2 separate regions of the Mus musculus genome follow, and region 1 is linked to region 2. Evidence: chromatin contacts called from public HiChIP or PLAC-seq data. All regions are on one chromosome and are shown on one strand. The core of a region is the stretch at or near the end of the contact, and the rest is flanking DNA. Distances in the headings are between cores, read along the strand shown.

Region 1 (6,032 bases), core at 2,603-5,102, 38 kb before region 2:
TCGACCTGACTAGATATGAACACGAGGATGTTATTGGCAGCTGTCCGTGTAGAGGGAGACATGTAAAACTGCAAAGATTGAGGTGAATGTGTGCTTGTATCTGACAGTCCTCTGAGGGACAGTAACTGGCCGAGCAGAGAGGATATGAGGAGATAATTCATAGCCATAACCATAATGACATAACCATAATGACCTATTTATTTAACTTTCATCTGAAGATAATGGAATGAAATAATAGGTTGATCTCTCTCTCTCTCTCTTTTTAGGTGGGCTTGGATTTTACAGGATATCTTAGGAATTGCTTTCTGTCTCAACTTAATTAAAACAATGAAGTTACCCAATTTCATGGTAAAATATATTATTTTATAGAGCTGTAATTTTTTTCTTTTTAAAACAATACGATTGAGGTATAATTTGCATATAGTAAGACAAGCTCATTTCATTGACACTCTTGAAATGTTGCAGATATACGGATGACTTTTGTAACTTCCATCAGCTTGAGCTACAGGCCATTCTGCAGGCTGCAGAAAGCTTGTTCTGCTTGTTTGCACTCAGTTCTAACCCAGGCCAGGCCAGCTGAGCGTTTCTGTCAGTCATGCTCATTCCTTAAAACCTTGTGAGATGAAATATTGGGGAAGAACATTCTTTGAATCAGAGATGATCCTAAGCAAATGGGATGCAGGAAGTAAAGATTTTTTTAAATGGCATATGCAATAAAATTACACATAGTGATAACCACGAAACACCTTTTAAAATAACATTCAAATATACATTTCCATGTTCACTTGTATTTGCAAAGTCAGTTATTGCACTAGTTTAGATGTGGGAAGTTTGACCTTTTAAATTCCTTTTTCTCTGACAGTCATGCGTGATACTGCTAGGCCTTCTTCTCATCTACGATGTGTTCTTTGTCTTCATCACACCTTTCATCACAAAGGTATGACCATTTAAAATTTACGACGAAGCCTTCAAAACGATGGAACTCTTTTTCTTAAATCTGTTTGTTTGCCTTGAGACAGGGTCTCCTCAGCATAGCCCTGGCAGGAAGAGAACTCTCTATGTATAGCTGGCTGGCCTTGAACTCCCAGAGATCCGCCTGCCTCTAGATTAAAGCCGTATGTCACCATTCCCTGCACATGCAGCTCCTGACATATTTTCTTAAATATTTACTTTCCTTACATGTGTATAAGTGAATACCTGCATGTGTGCATGTTCACCTCGTGCATGCCTGGTGCTCACAGAGGCCCACAGAGAGCATTCTTTCCCCTGGCACTGTTGTTCCAGGCCTTCAGATGCCACCCATCATGGGTATTGGAATCCAGGTCCCCTGCCAGAGCAGTGGTGCTCTTAATGCTGAGCCATCTTGCCAGCCTCAAGAAGGGAACCCTAACTCTCTTCATAGACTGTTGATTTTGCAGATTTGTATTTCAGAGTGAACTTTAATTTCCTTCAGGAAATTACCTTTGAAATTGGTCTTTCAGTAGAGGGTATATTAATATACAAGCTTTCAGTTGCTTCTTAGAGGACATAAGGAACTTCTGATTAGTATAAAGGGAGAATGTCTGTAATTTTTCTTTCCTTTTAAAAGTAAAACTTTCTTACAGCCAGTGTCTACTGTGGACAGTTTAGAGAGGGAGGGGAATGTGTCATTGATACCTTCATTTCTGAGAACTAATCTGAGAAGAGCAAACATCAGCATGCCAGCTCTGCAGGCCTGGAATGTACTGTGTACCCTGGCAGCCCCTCCTGGGCTTTAGGTCCCAGTCTACTTCGAGAAGCAATGCCAGCTTTTGACATCATTAGAATTCCTTTGGCTGAAGAACTCAACTTGATCTTTGTTTTTTGTTGTTGTTTTGTTTTGTTTTGTTTTTGTTTTTTTTTTAAAAACCAAACTATTATTACTATTATTTTTTTTTGAAATGAGTTTTCTCTGTACAGTCCTGGCTGTCCTGGAACTCACTCTGTAGACCAAGCTGGCTTTGAACTCACACAGATCCACCTGTCTCTGCCCCCTGAGTGCTGGAATTAAAGGGGTGTACCACCACTGCCAGGCCCAACTTGATCTTTCTATACCAACAAGGTCTCCTGTATCCAGGCCGCTCCTTGAAGCTAGGGTGAGGCTAACCTCAGTAAATGCTTAGTCCAGGGCTTCTCATTCTCACTGTCAGTTCTGTCCATTCTGTCTGCCTTTGGTTGTGTGGCTGGAAGCTCCTAAGTCATGCATTCCCCATTTTACCACCATTTTTCCTCTAACAAAGTGAGGAAAGGTGCCAAGTGAGCAAGTAAGTGGGCCAGCGAGTGAGCAAGCCAGCCAGTTGCCTTTCATTATTTGTTCAGTTTTCCGTCTTGGCCTTTTTCATATCAGGAACATATTTTTCATTATTGTCTAGTTCTCCCGTTTTCTCTACCATTTTATTTTGCACCTTGTCTTATAACTTTACATCGGCCCTTTATTCTTTGTGTCTCTTAGCTATTTCATATTTGATGGTGACTGTTTTTCTTCCCATTAGCTTTTGTTATCGTTAGTGCTATACTCAGGGTAGAACCCAGGACCTTTGTATTTTAGCCAAGCACTACCACAAAACCACATCCTTAGCCCCCTCCAGTGGGCTTTTATCCTTTCTTTAGACAATATATCATCTATTAAAATACTGCAAAAGCAGACAGTTGCTGCCAGCCATAAAGACAAACATATAACCTGTGGAGGAGCTAAAATTGCAACTAGGAAATAAAGATTTGAAACTATCCCAAAGTATTCATACCAGACTGTTTCGCAAGCACTTGCCCATGTCTTAAGGCGAGCTCTTTCACTCAGAGCCATCACTGAGCAGCAGTGGTACAAAAGGAAAACGGGAAAAGCATGAAGCCAGCAAGTGTGAGCTGTAACGGAAGCTGGGGGTTTTAAAAAAGCGTGTTCTCAAGCCAGGCAGACAGAGCAGGCCTTTAACTGTAGTAGTATTCAGGGGCAGAGGCAGGAGGATTGCCACAGTTTTCAGCCAGTTTACAAATGGAGTTCTAGGCAGCCAGCGAGGGGTACGTAGTGAGATCCTGAGGCAAAACCAAAGCTGTCCAAGCTAGTGGTAATTTATTTGGTGCAAAACAAAACAGCCCTGTAGAATACTCCAGAGGCAGTTAATAAAAGGAAAACACTGTTGATCTTAAACTTGCCTCGAATCCCAGCACTTGGGAGGCAGAGTTCAGGGCAAGTTTAGTTTACAGAGTGAGTTCCAGGATAGCCAGGGCTATAGAGAAACCCTGTTTCAAAAACAAAAACAAAAACAAAAAAAAGAAAATCAAAATCCTTATCATTGTCTTCACACAGCAGATAGTTCTCAGCATGCACTGGAAGAATAGCAGGAAATGATAGCCAGGTATCAAATTACTTCTTTTTCATCTTAAACCTGGTATCAGTTAAATGTTAGATGACGTTTTAAAGGTATAGGCCTTTTAAAGGATAAAGGCCTTTGAGTCTTCTTTCTTGTGTGAGTAGTACATTTTTCATTATTTATTTTTCTTAGGCCTGTGCTTTCTAACAAATCTGTTGTAGTAATGGAGCTGGAGGTGCTCTTTGGCACTCGTTGTTATACGTGTTCATTTACTGCCTTCTCAGTTTGGCCCCTTTGTTTTCCTCCTGGATATCTGCTTTATCTTGGTAGGTAACTACAAATGTATGCCAGATTCTGCTCATTCCTGGTTTTTATGATTTTCAAAATCCAGTCTGTATGCCTTCTCCCTGGTCTGCCGATGCATTCATTTCCTCTGAAGCTTAAGAGCAGACACCTCACACAGAGTGCGGTGTCTACCAGCGCTTGGCTGCAGAGACAGGCAGAGCAGGAGGCCAGGGTCACCCTGGGCTACATGAAAACAACAGAAAGGGCGCTGTGAGTATTTTTAGCCTCAAAGTGTCACCTCAGGCAGACAGGGTTACAGGAGAAAATGAGTTGGTGAACACCTTGTCTGGCCTAGAGAAAAGACTTCAGCAGACACAGGGAGGGAGCTACCTCTCAAGAGAGTGCTGATTGGAACAAAGGAAGGAGGCAGGGTTGACCCTGAATGGGAATAAGGCTGAAGAAAGTTGTGATATTCTAAGAGGTTGGATCTTTTCAAATTTGGCTCTATAGTTGTGGGAAATACCAATAGGTCAAACACATTTTTATTCAAATAAGGTTACTTATATTTGGTAGAGAGCTAAATTTAAAGGATTTTAGTATCTTTTTTTTTTTTTCCGGATGCCGAAAATGTCTAAGAACCACATAGATAGTAAAAAAATAAAATAAAATACTGAAAGTTCATAACTTATTAACATGTTGGCTGTCAGTATACTTGAATAGTCTGTGTATATGCCGATTTGATAATTACTGAACTCCAGTGAAGTGAAGTGGTGTGCTATCTGGATTTTGTTTCAGATTCAATATCTGCTGTTTATAGAGGCTGAGGAAGAGGCAGGTGATAGCCCATGTTCAGTACCATGTGCAGTAGGCCGTGGGCTGTCAGTCATCCTTGCATTGTGGCAGGTTATTCTCTTTAGATGACTGAACCACATCTCTTCCTCCCTTTAGAATGGTGAGAGCATCATGGTGGAACTTGCTGCTGGGCCTTTCGAGAATGCTGAAAAGGTGGGGATGGTGTGAACGGCAGCGCTCACCCGGTTATTGCCTGCCTGTCTGTTTCCTCCTGTAACTCATTGGTCATGGGTGCATGCTAAGGTGTTACCAAACTTCTTTCTCACAGATATAGCCATTTTCTTAGTTATTCTAAATTATTAAATACCTATTGACTTGGGTTTCATCCTAGAATGATGGAAACTTTGTGGAAGCCACTGCTCTGCACACAGCTCCCCATGAGAAAGTAAGGATTGTATTTCAGATAAGTTCATTGGACTTTAAATCATACCCTCTATGAGGAGGCTCTTCCTTGGGTGGGAAAAAATGTAGGCTGACCAAAACAAAACAACACAACAAAACTTGTCAAGGTCCGAGTCCTGTTCTTGGTAAAAAGAAAATAAAAATGTAAAGGTTAGCTGTGGGGGGAAGTATAGTCATACCGTTCACCCTCCATGTGTCGGATATAATTTCCTAAAACTACATGTCTTATTCCTTCAAATTTTTTGTACAATCAGAGTCTATGTATGTATTATGTATGTGTATGTTTGTTTATGTCATCTTAAGTTCAATTTTTTCAAATAGTTTAAAAAGCATCAAAACGATTACTACAGTGTCAGTGTTTCTCTTCCTAAAAGAGAGATTGGGAAGAGACTTACTGGTTCATTCTCTCTCTCTCTCTCTCTCTCTCTTTCTCTCTCTCTCTCTCTCTCTCTCTCTCTCTCTCCCTCCCTCCCTCCCTCCCTCCTCTTTCCTTCTCCCTCCCGCCCTCCCCCTTGTCTCTGTTTTTCTTTCTTACAGTTGCCAGTAGTTATCAGGGTGCCAAAACTGATGGGTTACTCAGTCATGAGTGTATGCTCCGTGCCTGTTTCAGTATTGGGTTTCGGAGATATCATTGTACCAGGTGAGTGAATATAATAATTTTAGCAAAACTATACTTATGGTTTTAAGGATGATATTTACAATATCTGATAAAAGTTACAAGGCTCCATATCTTTGGCTGCCATTAGAACTAGGATTAATGACAAAGGTTTAAAAAAAAAAATGCACTGTGAAGGGTAAAAGAGAAATCAGCCTTCAGGACAGCCAAGGTAAAATGTCTGCTGCTTAAAGATGTCTTGGAACAACAAGGATCCATTTATCCTCATCTAGAAGAGCATGTTTGTTTTATTTTAGGGAGTGCTTTAGGGATGTCATCAAGATAGGATTGAAGGAGAAAAGGAAGAGAACCTCAGCTTACATGGCTTTATAATAAAAGACAATCCAGTGGGAAGCCAGTCACAGTGGTCTGTAGGGTGGGGGCAGACAGGCACCTGTTGGAGGCCTAGAGGTTTTGAGAAGCACAGTCAGGGGGACCAGCGTAGGCTATGACGCTGGATGTGAGACCCAGGCTAGATATGGAGGGGGACCAGCGTAGGCTATGACGCTGGA
Region 2 (5,458 bases), core at 356-2,855:
AGTCACAAAATGTATAAACCCAGTTGAAATTTCAAAGATAAATAGTTATTGAATGATCACATGTTAATCAAGATCCCTGGAATATTCATCAGATACTGTTACAACATGTATATTAAGACATTTTTTTATTTTTATTTTTTGAGACATAGTCTATGTGGTTTTGGCTGGCCTGGAACTTGCTATGTTGACCAGATTGGCCTTGAACTCACAGAGATCAGCATGCCTCAACCTCCCAAGTGCTAGGATTAAAGACATGTACCACCATGGCCAGCACTTGAAGCACTTAAAAACACTGCTCCTCCTAGGCCTACAAGGTGGGGAATGCCTGAAGATGATTTATAAGCACCACAAAACTTGTAAGAGAAAGAGTGAGTGGCTGGATTAGTTTGTTGAAGAGGCTTGGCTCAGTGAACTGTGGGTCATATTGCTTGGGAGATAATAACTATGCAGCATGGAAGAAGCTAAACCAAACCAAGGTACGTGCACATTGTAGGAAACTTCAGCTAGTCCATCCACAGTCCATCTATAGACACAGAGCAGGCTAGTGCAGTTGGCTCGCCCTATACCTAGGTTCTAGGTTGACTCAACCAACCAAAGAAGGAAAATAATTGGAAATAAAATTATACTGAACATTTTATTAATCTAAAGAAATACACATTTGTATTTTGTTAGGTTTTGCATCTATTGATTTAATGTATACTTAAAGATGTATATCTAAGGCAGGAGGATTACAGTAAATTTGAGATTAGCCAGAGTTAAAAGAGGAAAGATAGAGGCAGAACAGCCCTTCAGGCAGAGGAGCCTTTAAAATTGTAAGAAAAAATGTCTCTAGGTCTCTGTAGGGAATTGGTTCCAAGACTCTCCATACCCATAATATACATACAGAAAGATGATGTGCCAAAAGCAGGTTTGGTTTTGTGTTTTTAAGATGGTGTCATTCTAATCCTCGATAGCCTGGAATTTACTGCAGTCCTCTTGCCTTAGCCTTCGGAGTGCTGGGATTACAGGCATGTGCCACTACTCCTGATCTAAAAAAAAACAAAAAACAAAAAACTTTCAGGATGGCAAAAGCCGGCAATCCCAGCAGTGTGGGGTTAAAGGCAGAATCCATAGTTCAAGGTCATTTTAGGCCAGGCGCCTGGGCTACAAAGGAACTCAAATAACACTAAATGTCTGAAATTCCAGTTCTGGAGGATCTAGCACGGTCTTCTGAGGACACTGCACACATATGGTACACAGACATACATGAGGCAAAACACACATACACCTAAAATAAGTCACTAATAATAGCAGTGTTGATAAAAAAAAAAAAACGGATTGCACCCTTGATGGGAAAGGATAACGTGCGGGAAGAGATCGCTAATAACCAACGTAGACAGATGCGATAGCAAAAGAAACAGACAAGCGTGCGCGGCCGGGAGCTAAGTTTTGGCGAAGCCGGGGAATCTGGTCATTAAAGCGGAACAAGTTCTCGTGGACAGAGGCAGGGGAAGCCGAAGCCAGCAACACCAGGGAAAGCAGCAGCTCGGCGTTTCCCGGCCGGCGGAGCTTAGGGGCAGGCCGCAGTAAGCGCGCCCTTCACGTGACACGCCCTCCGCGCGACGCACTCGACGGCCCCGTCACGTGGCTGCCGCGGCCCCGTCTCCGGCGGAGGCGGGCGCGGGCGCGTCCCTGTGGCCAGTCACCCGGCGGAGCTGGTCGCACAATTATGAAAGACTCGACTTCTGCTGCTAGCGCTGGAGCTGAGTTAGTTCTGAGAAGGTTTCCCGGGGCTGTCCTTGTTCGGTGGCCCGTGCCACCGCCTCCGGAGACGCTTTCCGATAGATGGCTGCAGGCCGCGGAGGTGGAGGAGGAGCCGCTGCCCTTCCGGAGTCCGCCCCGTGAGGAGAATGGTACGGAGCCGGGCCTGGCGCGGGCGGGCCTCGCGGGAGCCTGGGCGGCGCTCCGGGGAGCTCCGTGACCCTCCGGGCGCCACCGCTCGCAGCGGAGCCGTCACGGAAAGGGAGGGAGGGCTGGGGTGGTGTGGCAAGGAGAAGGGCGCGGGTTCCGAGCTGTGACTTGGTGGCTGTGCCGCAGACGCTCTACAGGTACATTTTCTACTATTATTTTGTTTAATAGAACGGGAGCGATTTTGACGGTGTAGACTGCGATGTGGTTCGGGGTTTTGTTTAGCAGGCGACAGGGAAGGGACAATTCCTGGGAGGCTGAGACCGTGCGTTGCCAGGTCTGCGTCGAACTACCTCATCTGTTGTCCCAGACAGTTTGAAGCCAATGTGCAGACTGGAGGGAGTCGGTGTGTTGCAGCGTTGGCTAGAGCTTTTGTTGTTAAGGCCAGGAACCGGATTTGGAGAGTTCTTACAAAGAAAGCCATTTAGATCTAGGATCTGAGCAGGAAAGGCATTCCTGCTCAGTAGTTTAACTTGATAGGCTTTATGCAAACTGGTGTTTCTTTGCCGAAGTCAGACAGGTTTAGTTTTCTGCCTTTTCTTTATTTTTGAGACAAGGTCTCGCTTGTGACCCTGGCTGGCTTGGAACTCACTGTGTAGACAGACCAGGTTGGCCTTAAACTCAGAGATCCGCTTACCTCTACCTCCCAAGATTAAAGACGTGCGCCACCATGTCGGGCTAGGGCTAGGTTTAGAAGTGTCTTACTTATAAAGTACATGTGAATAAATACTGCATTTCTCACTTTCGTTTGTAAAGTTATTGAAGACTACTTTTTTTTTTAAAGATTTATTTATTTATTATATGTAAGTACACTGCAGCTAGCTGTTTTAAGACACTCCAGAAGAGGGAGTCAGATCTTGTTAGGGATGGTTGTGAGCCACCATGTGGTTGCTGGGATTTGAACTCGGGACTTTCAGAAAAAAACAGTCAGTGCTCTTAACCGCCGAGCCATCTCTCCAGCCGCTGAAGACTCCTTTTATTTGAGACTGGATTACACACAGCCTAGGCTGGCCTCAAATCCTGAGTCTATCATTGAGTTCCTTATCCTCTTGCGTCCATCTCCTGAGCTCTGGAATCACAGGTGTCTGTCGCCTGGCTTTTCCTAGTTTCTGAAAGGAAAGTTAAAGTGCCTCTGTCTCCGCTAAATCATTTCATTTAAATACTTGTGGCTTTGATTTAAGGGACTCTACTGGAGGGTGAGTTGAATCCAAGTGCCTTGAAAGCCGTTAAGCACAGAGTATTCAGTGATATATCTAGTTTTTCATTTTAGATGGTAAACAGCATACATTTGAACATACTGGTTACATATTTTTTAAAACGTTTTCATTAACAGATGAAAGATCCCCCCCCCCCAAAAAAAAACAATAGCTTTAGTTTTGTAAGTAATTCACCGTATATGGCACATAGTATTGTTTGGACATGCATAAACTTGTTGATTCTGTAAGGAGAACAGTCTAACTTTAGAATTAAGAGTGTTAATTTTATTTTTTTTCCCTGCTTAATTCCTGATAAATAGTGAGTTGAGTGGTTTACATTACACTATGCATCTGAGTTATAGTAACACCTTAGGATAGCTTAAAATGTGTTTCTTAAATTTGTTTGTGTTTTGCTTTTCTTCCCTCTTTCTTCATCCTCCTTCCTCATCGTCTTTTTTTTTTTCTTTTTTTCAAGACAAGGCTAGCTTCTAACTCAGAGATCCGCCTCCTGAGTGCTGGAATTAAAGGCTTGCACCACCATGCCTGGCTAAAACGTGGACTCATTATTCAATAATTCAATTCAGTTTCCTCACCTTTTAGGTCAGTCTGTCCAAAAATTCATTTAGGAATAATGGGTCTATACTGTATAATTCTTACTGTAAGTTGTTATTTTTGTGAGTCTATTACAGGCCAGGGAGATAGTTCCTTGGGTAAAGGTGGAAAAGAAAGTGATTAAGATGTCAAAAATCAAAGGATTATGCCAGGCATGGTAGTTCACACTTTTAATCCCAGCACCAGAGGCAAGCAGATCTCTGAGTTTAGTCCTGCCTTGAAAAAGCAAAATAAATAGGTAACTTTTGTGGACTAGTATTTCTAGTGTTGTTTATAACCAGCTGTAAAATGAAACCATGTTGTAATTGGTCATTACCTAAAATGTGCAGGTATAATGGTTGAAGGCATTACTTAAAATATAAACTGAAAAAAATGCTTATTACTGGGCACATAGCTCACTGGCTGATTGATTGCGTACCTAGTATGTGTTATGCTTTGGTTCAGTTTTTAATATTGGGGATGGGTGAGTAAAAGTTTTGAAGTGGTCTATCCAAGTAAGAACTTGCAAAACTGAAGTTAGAATGTTCTAGTCAGAGGTATTGTGACAAACTACCTTTTATATTTTTGTCCAGTATTTGAACACTAGATTATATACTTTCACCTTTAAAAAAAAAGATTGACCAGTGGATTTGTTTCGCCTTAATTGTAAAATTTTTCTTAATTCATTCACACAATACTTAAATGATTTTTCTATTGATAATGATAGAATCTTGCTTTCTTTTTAGGAACTTTCAACATTGAGTATGCTGCACATGTGTTTTGTTTTCTCTTTTAAAAGTGTTTTAAGTTTGATATCTGAAAGTAAACTTCAGAGTAGTTAAGATTAGGTTAGAATATAAACATCATGAGGATTTGAACTCCCCATTTATGTGAGTATATCAACATTTAGATGAATATCACTTTTTAAAAAATTTATTAGTGCAGGTGCCTGCAAAGGCTGAGCTAGAGTCCCCTGAAATTGGAGTTATAGGCAGTTGTGAACTGTCTGGTTGGGAATCAATTTTTGATCTTCTGGAAGGACAGTGTGTGTTCTTTACTGCTGAGCCATCCCTCCAGTACCAGGGGTTACTTGTTTTTTAAATGGGATATCACTGAATAAATATGTAGCCTGGAACTTGCTGTGTAGATCAGACTGGCTTCGAACTCACAGATACTCATCTGCCTCCTGATTGCTGGTACTAAAAGGGTGCAGAACCACACCTGGCTCAGTGTCAGCTTTAAATGGTATTTTGCAATTATTAAACTAGTTCTAATGGCTCATGTATACAAGTGAATTGGAGAACGGAACCTTTCTGTTTATTTTCAAAAGATAAAAAGATAATCTAATTTGAAGTAGATTAGTATTCTGGTTTGGTTCAGTTTGGATTTAGAAGATGGTTCTCCATCTATACGTCATGATTTTGGGTAGTATGCTCAGTTCTCTGAGGATTTAGATTTTTATTTTGCCCTGTTTTCTGAGACAGGGATTCTTTGTGTAGTCCTGGCTGGCCTGGAACTAGCTCTGTAGTCCAGGCTGGCCTAGAACTCAGAAAGCAGTCTGCTTCTGCCTCCCAAATGGTGAGCTTAAAGGCATGCGCTACCATCTCCCAGCTTTAGAATTTTTAGAAACCATTAAGTCTTGCTGTGTGAAGGTGAGAAGTTCTTCTAGAAGACTTGGTTCTTACTGAATTATCTTTATATCTTTATCTTATATCTTCTTCTTT

What was found. HiChIP or PLAC-seq counts read pairs in DNA pulled down with a chosen protein or histone mark.
Region 1: a contact with region 2 is called in an H3K27ac HiChIP or PLAC-seq map of heart atrium, with 10 read pairs. The contact joins the enhancer-like site here to the promoter of Trpm7 in region 2. A contact is called at or near these places in 16 of 39 promoter capture datasets (the 3T3-L1 cell line, 3T3-L1-derived adipocytes, the HPC-7 cell line and 11 more), 13 of 484 Hi-C or Micro-C datasets (CD4 T cells, CD8 T cells, CD8 central memory T cells and 9 more), 11 of 115 datasets of contacts at active chromatin or transcription factors (CD8 T cells, the SCID.adh cell line, double positive thymocytes and 6 more) and 3 of 9 other capture datasets (adipose tissue, liver and pancreatic islet).

What each region holds. Positions count from the first base shown.
Region 1 is chr2:126,912,116-126,918,147 of GRCm38.p6, reverse strand. It overlaps Sppl2a (signal peptide peptidase like 2A), which reads left to right. Exons shown (of 15, transcript NM_023220.2): 9 at 267-348; 10 at 863-937; 11 at 4,560-4,616; 12 at 5,403-5,505. Among named protein-coding and RNA genes, the nearest start is that of Mir3473g, 13 kb to the right of the region's middle. Within about 2 kb of position 3,852, at least 10 of the 459 cell types and tissues checked have an H3K27ac peak or open chromatin away from gene starts, as enhancers often do. A contact at or near this core is called in the SCID.adh cell line and heart atrium, where this site is marked.
Region 2 is chr2:126,872,408-126,877,865 of GRCm38.p6, reverse strand. Trpm7 (transient receptor potential cation channel, subfamily M, member 7) reads left to right here and starts at 1,605. Exons shown (of 39, transcript NM_021450.2): 1 at 1,605-1,892. The coding sequence starts at 1,890.